Regions from separate parts of the Sus scrofa genome. Here all the other regions are linked to region 2. The links are chromatin contacts, called in public Hi-C maps. All regions are on one chromosome and are shown on one strand. The core of a region is the stretch at or near the end of the contact, and the rest is flanking DNA. Distances in the headings are between cores, read along the strand shown.

Region 1 (2,700 bases), core at 103-2,602, 350 kb before region 2:
AATGCGCATAGTCTTGGTGGGGAGAGGGGCTTTATTTTTTTTTTTTCTTTTTTTGTAATGGCCGCACCCAGAGGATATGGAACTTCCTGGACCAGGAATCAAATCCCAGCCAGAGCTCCGGACCTAAACCACACCTGCCCTGACGGTGGATTCTTAACGAGGCCGCACTGCGCCACAGCGGGAACGCCGAGAGGGGCTTAAGTCCAGACCTGAGCTTGCAAGGCTTTTTACATGTGTACATCATCCCTTCTCCTAGCATAGGGAAAGCACTTCAGTCCCCCTTCTTTTGGCAGAATGAGTTTAAGGAAAGAAGTGGGTTAATTTGTGCTAATATCACTAATTGGTGCAAGAAATACTTATGAGCGCCTACTGTGTACCAGGCATTGAGTTGGGCTCTTTATCAAGGATAAAGATACTGAATTGAAAGCCAGCTCATTCCATCCAGTCAGAGATCTGAAATACAATTGTTTCTTAGGGTCATATTAGGACACAAATGCAAAGTAGTCTTCCTGCGCCTCCCCCTGGAAGGAAAATGAAATAGAAAATGGGATTATGCATGTGAAGAAGCGTTCAGCCCCTGTGCCCGCGACACAGCAAACCAGTTCCTGAAATAAGTGCTCATTGATAGTAATGATAGTTAATTAAAAAGAGCTGACGTGTATTGAGAACTGTGTCAGGTATGGCGGTAGTTTTACTGTTCCCCGGTGAGGCAGTACAGATTACTCCCATTTTACAGACAAGAAAACCGAACAGAAAATCCGAGTATCTACTGTAAGAACACTTACAGCGGTGGGACAGTAGGTATTTTGTTCACTGTTATATCCGCAACACCTACAGCCATGCCTGTTATAGGAGACGCTCAACCCGTCTCTTTGGAATAAATGAGTGCTTAAAAAATTACCTGCTTTTTAAAAATCTTATTTTAATGAAATAATTATAGACGTAGTTGCAAAAATAGTACAGAGAGGTCCCTAGTACCCTTTCCCCCAGCTTCCCCCATTACTGTCAATTTACATCACACTATCAAATCCAGGAAATTAACCTTGGCACATTCCACAGACCCTGTTCATATTGTAATGTGTTTTAATACAAATGTTTGGCATTTTACAAATTGATATCGTGCTAGGATTGGAGTAATATTCTCAGCTAAGGCTGAGCTCTTCCCTTTCTGCACCGGAGTATTGCATACCTGAGGCGTGCACCCACCTCGGGGCCAAACACGCCCCAGGGAAAATCTTAAGTGCTGAATGTAGACCCCCTACTTTCCAGCAGCCTTGCAGACGCCTAAGGGGTTACCCGGGGGGAGGGCGTCAGTGCGCCTGCGCGCAGCGATGCTTCACCCCGCCCCCGAAGCGCGATCAGATGACCCGCCCAACCGGCGTCGGCCTATAAAAGCTCGGGTGTTGACGTCAGCGTTCTCTTCCGCCGTCGTCGCCGCCATCCTCGGCGCGACTAACCTTACTCGGATCTGCCCGGTAGAATCCACCGCCATCCGTCACCATGGTGAGCAGTGCTGTCCAGAGGGCGGCCTGGAGCAGCGGCGGGGCCTCTGCAGGACCGGCGCTGCCAAGCCTGGAGTGCTGTGGCCTCCGGGACCGGGAGTAGACATGGCGGCTGCGGGGCTGGAGGGCCTGGGGCTGAGAAAGCGGTTGCCGCCATGTCTACGCGCTGCACTTCTCACCGAACTTCGCTTCCGGGGGCGCCGCCGCCCCGCGGGGTCCCCGGTCCTGCCGAGGCTGGGGCGGAGGCGGGGCGGTGGGGTATGATGATGTGGCAGACGCTGTAATGGCGGGCGCCGCTGTGCGAGCAGGGAGAGGGGAGCCGCCTTATGTAACCCGCGGGCCAGGAGTTTGAGTTCGATTTTCTGTCGGAAGTCGTGGGCGGCAAGGAAATGGCAAAAGGAAAGGAGAGTAAGACCCTTGGTAGCGCCCCATCTTACGCTCTGTAACCTTGGCATGATCCCTTGTCTTTACTGTATTTCCCAATTGTGAACACCTGATTCCGGGGCCACGCGGTGGAGGCTCGCGCCGGTTAGCACTGCGCAGGTCCCCCCACCTGACCGCGGGTGTCATTCAAGGAATCCAGGGTGGCGTGGGTGGCTCTGCCTGACCCCCGCAGCGAGGGGTGACCTTGGTTGTTTAAGAGGCTCTTTGGTTGGGGGAAGCCTGGAGGTACACACAGTGGCAACACAGTGTGACTTGGGGAGCTTCAGCTCTCCAGTATTCTTTAAATGGTCTCCGTGATACCCCGGTATTTACTCAGTTTAAAGGAAAGATGTCGCACTTTGGGACTTCTCAGTTTTCATTCTGGACTGTCATTCTTGAGTTGTGAGGACCAGGGAACGTGGTGAGAAGCATTTTTAAAAGAATGTCAACAAAGAGGGGGATTTGAGTGGGAGTTGGGGTGGCTCCAGGACCAACCCCCTTTGACCTTAGCCTAGCAGTGTCTATTGATCAAAGCCTTAGTGCCAAAACCCATTCCCTGAGAGCTGGGCACCTCTGAGACTCTCCTCCCCCCACCCGTAGGTGAACTTCACAGTAGACCAGATCCGGGCCATCATGGACAAGAAGGCTAATATCCGAAACATGTCCGTCATTGCCCACGTGGACCATGGCAAGTCCACTCTGACGGACTCATTGGTGTGCAAGGCTGGTATCATCGCCTCCGCCCGGGCTGGGGAGACCCGCTTCACTGACACCC
Region 2 (2,700 bases), core at 50-2,549:
GAAAACCCTGGCCAGGGGTGAAGGGATCAAAGGGACTGGGGTCAGAGGATCAGCCCATGGATGCGGCAGGCTTGTGGTGTGGGCGTGGGCTCTGGGCGTGGGCGTGGTTTCTGTACTGGAGGCGATCTTCTGGCAGTGGGCGAAGCTGGCATTCGGCGATGGGCGGGGCCTGAGCTTAGAGTGGCAGGGGAGCTTCTGGTGGCGTGGTATTTGGCACTTGGGCGGGGTCTCAGCATCTTGAGGGAACTCTGGTCGGTGGGCGGAGCCACAGCGAATTCATATTGAACTCGGGGCGGAGCTTCAAGGCTAAGGGTCGCCGCCCCCAAAGTGCAGGGACTCACCTCCTCCTCGTGGGACCCCTTCTCTCCTGCCCGCGGGCCCTCGATGCGCTCTTGCTTGACAGCAACCACGAATCCCCCGTGCTGTCCTGGAGTCTTACCGCTCGCCGACCTGGAGACACGGGAAGCCAGGGTCACCCCACTCTCCAAACCCGAAGGCGGAGCTGGCAGCTCGAGGGCTGAGTCCTTAGAGGGGTTTGAGGTAATCAGGATTGGGGGTGGGGGGCTGAGACAGCAGGGGCACTACCGGAGCCACAGGGACCTGGGAGAGTCTGGAACCTAGGGATCATCCTCACTACCCCCCACCTCCGACGGTATCACTGGCAGCTAAGGGCCTGAATTCTGGAAACAGAGGTCTGAGGGGGTCAGGATCCGAGGATGGGGACCCCTTAAAGGCTAGAGCCCAGGAATTGGGAAAAGCTGGTGAGGGCCCGAGGGGGAGGGCCTGCTCCAGGTTGGGGGAGTCAAGACCGTGGGGGGCAGGGGTCGAAGAGCTCCTACGCGACCTGGGGGGCGCCCAGGCTGTAGCCCAGAGTGGGCTGGGGGAGGGGATGTCGCACTCACGCGGCAGCCGCGCCGGGCTGCTTGGGGCCGTGGGACATGGCCGCTCCCGGCCGCACCTGGAAAGCACAATCGTGGCCGAGTGAGGGTCTCTCGAGCAGCTGACGGCGGGGTCTGGCTGTGGAGCCCCGGAATGCCGGGGGGGGCAGGATCCGGGGACAGGGAGGCCCTCGAGGGCGGGCGCCCCAGGGATCCTTTGTTGGACGATCGCCCCCCAGGAGACCCAGGTCCGCAACCCCCGGCTCGGGAGGGGCCCCGCCCTGATCCTGGGACCCCCACGCCCCCCGCTCTCTCGCAGGGCCCCGACTTCTGCGGCTGTTTTCACCTCGAAAGAAACTTTCCCGGACCTCTCGGCTGCTGCGACGCTCCAACCAACCGCTCCAAGCCCGCCCCTGCCGCCTGCTCCGCCCCACCCCGCCCCCGGCATGCTAATAAAGGCTCGGCGAGCGGTCGGATTGGGTGTGCCCTACCCATGGGGCGTGGCCATGCAGATGAAGGTCGGCGCGCCCGTTGGTGATTGGCTGGGGCAGACGCTGAGCCGCGTGGGAGGTTAGTGGGAAAGGCTGCGGGCGGGTGCGTCAAGTTCGGCTGTGCTCGGCCCGCTCTCGGGACCAATCAGGATGCTTTGAGGCACCGCCGGGGCGGAGCCTCTTAAAGGGCCAGTAGATGCGGCAAGAATTTTTCCTTCGTACGTAAAGGGGAGACTCCACGCCCCTGCGGGATCCCGGGACCAGTGGGCTGTGTCGGGCTCGGCCCTAGTTGCCATGGGGCTGGCGGCAGGTTGCTAGGGAAGGGGTTGATCTTTGGGAGCAGCTCCTTTCCCCACGGCAAAGTGGGATATGTTCTTAGCAAACCTGGCGGGGAAGTTTCCCATTTATTGACTGGACTTGGAGCCGCGGTCGTGTCCTGCCTTGCTCTGAGCCGGAGGCCTCTGGATGCAGGGGCCTCAGCTTTTCCTTTTATGCAATAGGGGTTTTGTAGTGTCCAGGACCAGAAGGCTGCGAGGTTGAGACTGGGAGCTGGGCTGGAAGCATTTGGGGAAAGGTGGTGGGGACAGGAAGGCTGCAAGGACCTCATGAAGGTGGAGGGCTAGGAGACTCTGCCCCGGAATCTTGAGGAACCCCAGGCAGCAGCCCGATCTTCTCACAGCATGGACCGGGGTTGCCTCTGCGCCCAGAATGGTAGTTGTGGCCACTGGGTGTTCGTGATGGTTCATTAGAGTCTAAACAATCTGTCCAGATCACCTCCCTGCTCTCACCTCCCTTCACTTTTCCCCTCACTTTCTCCACACCAGCGACCTCGTTGTTCTTCACGTACATCCGTTTCATTCATTCCCTCCTCTGGACTTTTGCACTCGCTCTTCCTTCTACCTGGAGTGTCCCTCCCCGAGATTAAATGTCCCTCTTTTCAGTGATATTTTCCAAGGCTTGTACCCCACCCCATACACCAGTCTTATCTTTTCTCCATATGAGCTGCCTGTTTGCTCGTTGCTGTATTCCTAGCACCCAGAACAGTGCCCACAGGTGCTCTAATACATAGTCATTGAATAAACAATTGAATGAATCATGTAAATTTCTAACAAGCAAGAGCAGCTGCTTTGAAAAACAATCTGGCAGCTGGAAAAAAAAAGCAAAAGAAAACATGGAGTTACCATGCCATCCATCAATTGCACTCCTAGGGATATACCCAGGAGAATTAAAAACATACCTATATACAGAAACTTGCACATGAATGTTTTCAGCAGCCTGATGCTCACAATAGTGAAAAAGTGGAAGCAGCCCAAATATCTATCAGTTGGTTA
Region 3 (2,700 bases), core at 115-2,614, 420 kb before region 2:
TCTGGACCCAAGTGGCCCCTCCCTCAGTCCTTTTCCATCTACCCTGGGGGGTTGGTTTCAGGCTGCAAGTCCTGGGGCTGTCACTTCCCTTCTGGGGGCCTCCCGGGTTTCCCCTTGAAGCCAAATTACTATTACAAAAGCCAATCCAACCCGTTTGGGAGTTGAAAGGCACTTTTAATACGTGTGTGAAGAGGCAATGAAGTGCAGGAAAGCTTTGAAGTCACAGAAGGACAGACGGGGTACATTTCACCCACGGCAGTGGAAGTTTCCTGCCTGTAAGGTAATGGTGGTAAAAATGATAATAACAATAAATAATGATCATGATAATGGCATTAGATGTTAGAATGGAGGTAAACAGGACCCCGGACAGAGCCAGCCACTCGAGAAGCGCTCAGCAAACGACGCCGAAGCAGGTGCCAGCCTTCTCCGACCGAGGGAATGCAGACAGGGAAACTGAGGCTCAGAGATCCCCAGGGGGCTGATTGCACCAGAGAGCCCTCCCCCAGCGCCTACTGTGTGCAGCGGGCAGTTGGCCGGGGCGGGTCAGGCAGTTCTCACTGCTCGTCCCCTCTTCCCCCTCCCCCGTCCCCCGCCGGACCTCTCCCACGACCGGGGAGGAAGTGGGAGAAATGGACAGGGAAAAAAAGTTGGGCTGAGCCAACGCCTCCCCACTCCCCACCTTCGCCCCTCCCAAGCCATGCAGACCCTTGCGGGAACGAACCGCGGGACCTAAGCGTCCGGTGCCGGGTCTCCGTCCCGCCCAGTGGCCCGCAGTTGGGTGGGGGAACTCGGAAAGCCGGGAAAACAACAGCCCAGCCCGCCCCTAGCCAACCCCTTCCCCCGCTACGCCCCTGGCGCAGCGGGCAGAGGCGACTCCTTTACATAATCGCAGGCGGGCAGGTTGGCTGTTTCATTTACAGACCCGGGAGCCCAGCGGACCCGAGCCGTCAACCCAAAGCCCGCCCCCAGGTCCCTTCCGCAGCTGGACAAACTGAGGCCCGGGGAGGGCCGGCGTCCGGCCCGCAGTCTCCACCCCTCGCCCCCCACCCACCCCCAGCAGCCCGGGCAGCCGCGACCCACGCCCGCGTCGGTCCTCGCAGTGCGCATAGCCCTCCCCGCCCCCGCTGCCATCCTGCCACGCCCCAGGCGTCGGGGGCAAAGCCCGCGCCCCCCCCCGCACCCGCCTCTGCGTGGAGGCTGGGGGCCTGTTTATCTGGAGTCCCCCACCCCCTCCACCCGGGGGGCCCGCTCCCCCCGCGCCCCGGGGAGCTCTGGGGACAGATAAGCTGGCAGGCTGGCACGGCGCCGCGCAGCGGGGCGGAGAGGTCAGAAGAGGGGGGGCGCGCCGGGGGCGGGCTGGACCCCCCCTCAACTTGACAAAACCTAATAACAGCCCGGTTTCTCCGGCGCAGCGGGCGAAGCCCCACGGGAGGGCAGAGACGTGGCAAGAGGGGACCTGCCGAGCCTGTTCTGGCCTCTGAGGCCGGGGTGGGGGGGCGGGCTGGGCGTGGGGGGGGCCGGCGGCTGCGGCACCTTTAAGACAAGGGAGGACCCCTCTTGCCCTCGGAGAAACCAGGAAGGGAGTCGCGAGCATCATACGGGGCTTTGGCTGTACTGTACAGTTACTGTAGGGGCAGTGACGCCGCCGCCGGAGCGAGGGAGCGAAGAGGGGAGAGCCAGCGAGGGGAGAGCTAGACGCGGACCCCAGAGGCGAGCGGCCGAGGAGCCCAGTCCCAACTCCGGGCCCCGGCCCCGCGCGCCCCGGCCCGGCCCGGCCCCGCGAGGTAAGTCAGCGCACGGCGCGGCCCCCAGCATGGGGTGCAGGGTGGGGAAGGGCTGGGGTCTCTGCGCCCACCTTTGCCCTCGCCAGAAGGGGCGATCCCGGGAGCCAGGGACGTTCCGCAAGTTTCAGAGGAGGGGGTGGCTGGCAGCTGCCGGGAGGCTGGAGGCGCCCTGGATCCCGAGCGCGGGGAGGGGGCGCCGCCAGGGAAGGGGTATTAGGGGCGAAGTGCATAGGCTTGTGCGCCGGCCGCCCCCCCCCGACCCCCCTGGTGCATGGTTTTTTCGGGGCTCCCAGGAGCGCGAGGAGAGGGGGAGGGGAAGCGGGGCTGCATTGAGGGTGGGGGGAGCCGGCGTGGGGAGATAGGGGGGCGCGTCGCGTGCTAAGTTTGCAGCTGGGTACTGGGGGCGCTCTCGCCCCCCGGGGGCCTATTCGGTGCTGCGTGCATACGTTGGAGTTGGCCAGGATTGAGCTCCATGGGGGATGGGGGGGAGGGGGCTGAAAAAACAGGGAGGGGGGCTTTGCAAAGGAGGGGGAAGGGGTGGGGTGTCCGGGTGGGCGGGCGCGGCCGCTGGGGCCTCTGGGCGTCGTAGTCCCCCCGCGCTTGCAGCTGGCAGGTGGCAGGCTGCTCGGACTACAAGTCCCAGGGTGCGCCGCGCCGCCGTCCCGCCGCGGCCCGCGGGTAGGGGCGGTGCGGAGGAGGGGCGGTGAGTGGCGGGCTAGCGAGCCAATGAGCGCGGGCTGATCGCGCGGCGCGGCCCGGAGGCGGGGCCTGCCGGCCCGGAGGCGGGGCCTGGAGCCGGGCTCCCCTTGCCGGGGGCCGGTGGCGGTCCCCGGCTTCCGGCTGCGCGGCCCGCGGGCCGTCCCCCTCCCCGCCCCGGGGCCCCTCCCCGCCTTGGTTGTGTAACCGTCCCCAGCCC

The links. Hi-C and Micro-C count contacts between places; a contact is called where the count stands out from the background.
Region 1: a contact with region 2 is called in a Hi-C map of liver, with 2.7 times the contacts expected there. The contact joins the promoter of EEF2 here to the promoter of MFSD12 in region 2. A contact is called at or near these places in 1 of 47 Hi-C or Micro-C datasets (liver) and 1 of 2 datasets of contacts at active chromatin or transcription factors (alveolar macrophages).
Region 3: a Hi-C map of skeletal muscle shows a contact between it and region 2, with 4 times the contacts expected there. The contact joins the promoter of ZBTB7A here to the promoter of MFSD12 in region 2. A contact is called at or near these places in 1 of 47 Hi-C or Micro-C datasets (skeletal muscle) and 1 of 2 datasets of contacts at active chromatin or transcription factors (alveolar macrophages).

The regions. Positions count from the first base shown.
Region 1 is chr2:74,745,189-74,747,888 of Sscrofa11.1, forward strand. It overlaps EEF2 (elongation factor 2), which reads left to right and starts at 1,353. Exons shown (of 15, transcript XM_003354002.5): 1 at 1,353-1,503; 2 at 2,526-2,700. The coding sequence starts at 1,501.
Region 2 is chr2:75,097,232-75,099,931 of Sscrofa11.1, forward strand. MFSD12 (major facilitator superfamily domain-containing protein 12) reads left to right here and starts at 1,300. Exons shown (of 10, transcript XM_021084115.1): 1 at 1,300-1,448. The coding sequence starts at 1,325. HMG20B (SWI/SNF-related matrix-associated actin-dependent regulator of chromatin subfamily E member 1-related) reads right to left here and starts at 1,335. Exons shown (of 10, transcript XM_021084120.1): 1 at 1,225-1,335; 2 at 903-958; 3 at 342-450. The coding sequence starts at 1,326.
Region 3 is chr2:74,676,929-74,679,628 of Sscrofa11.1, forward strand. ZBTB7A (zinc finger and BTB domain-containing protein 7A) reads left to right here and starts at 1,365. Exons shown (of 3, transcript XM_003354008.4): 1 at 1,365-1,784. It overlaps LOC110259362 (vegetative cell wall protein gp1-like), which reads left to right. Exons shown (of 2, transcript XM_021084088.1): 1 at 1-1,325; 2 at 1,623-1,714. The coding sequence starts at 439. The coding sequence ends at 1,695. It overlaps LOC110259661 (basic proline-rich protein-like), which reads right to left. Exons shown (of 4, transcript XM_021085143.1): 3 at 2,385-2,624; 4 at 2,209-2,278. The coding sequence ends at 2,209.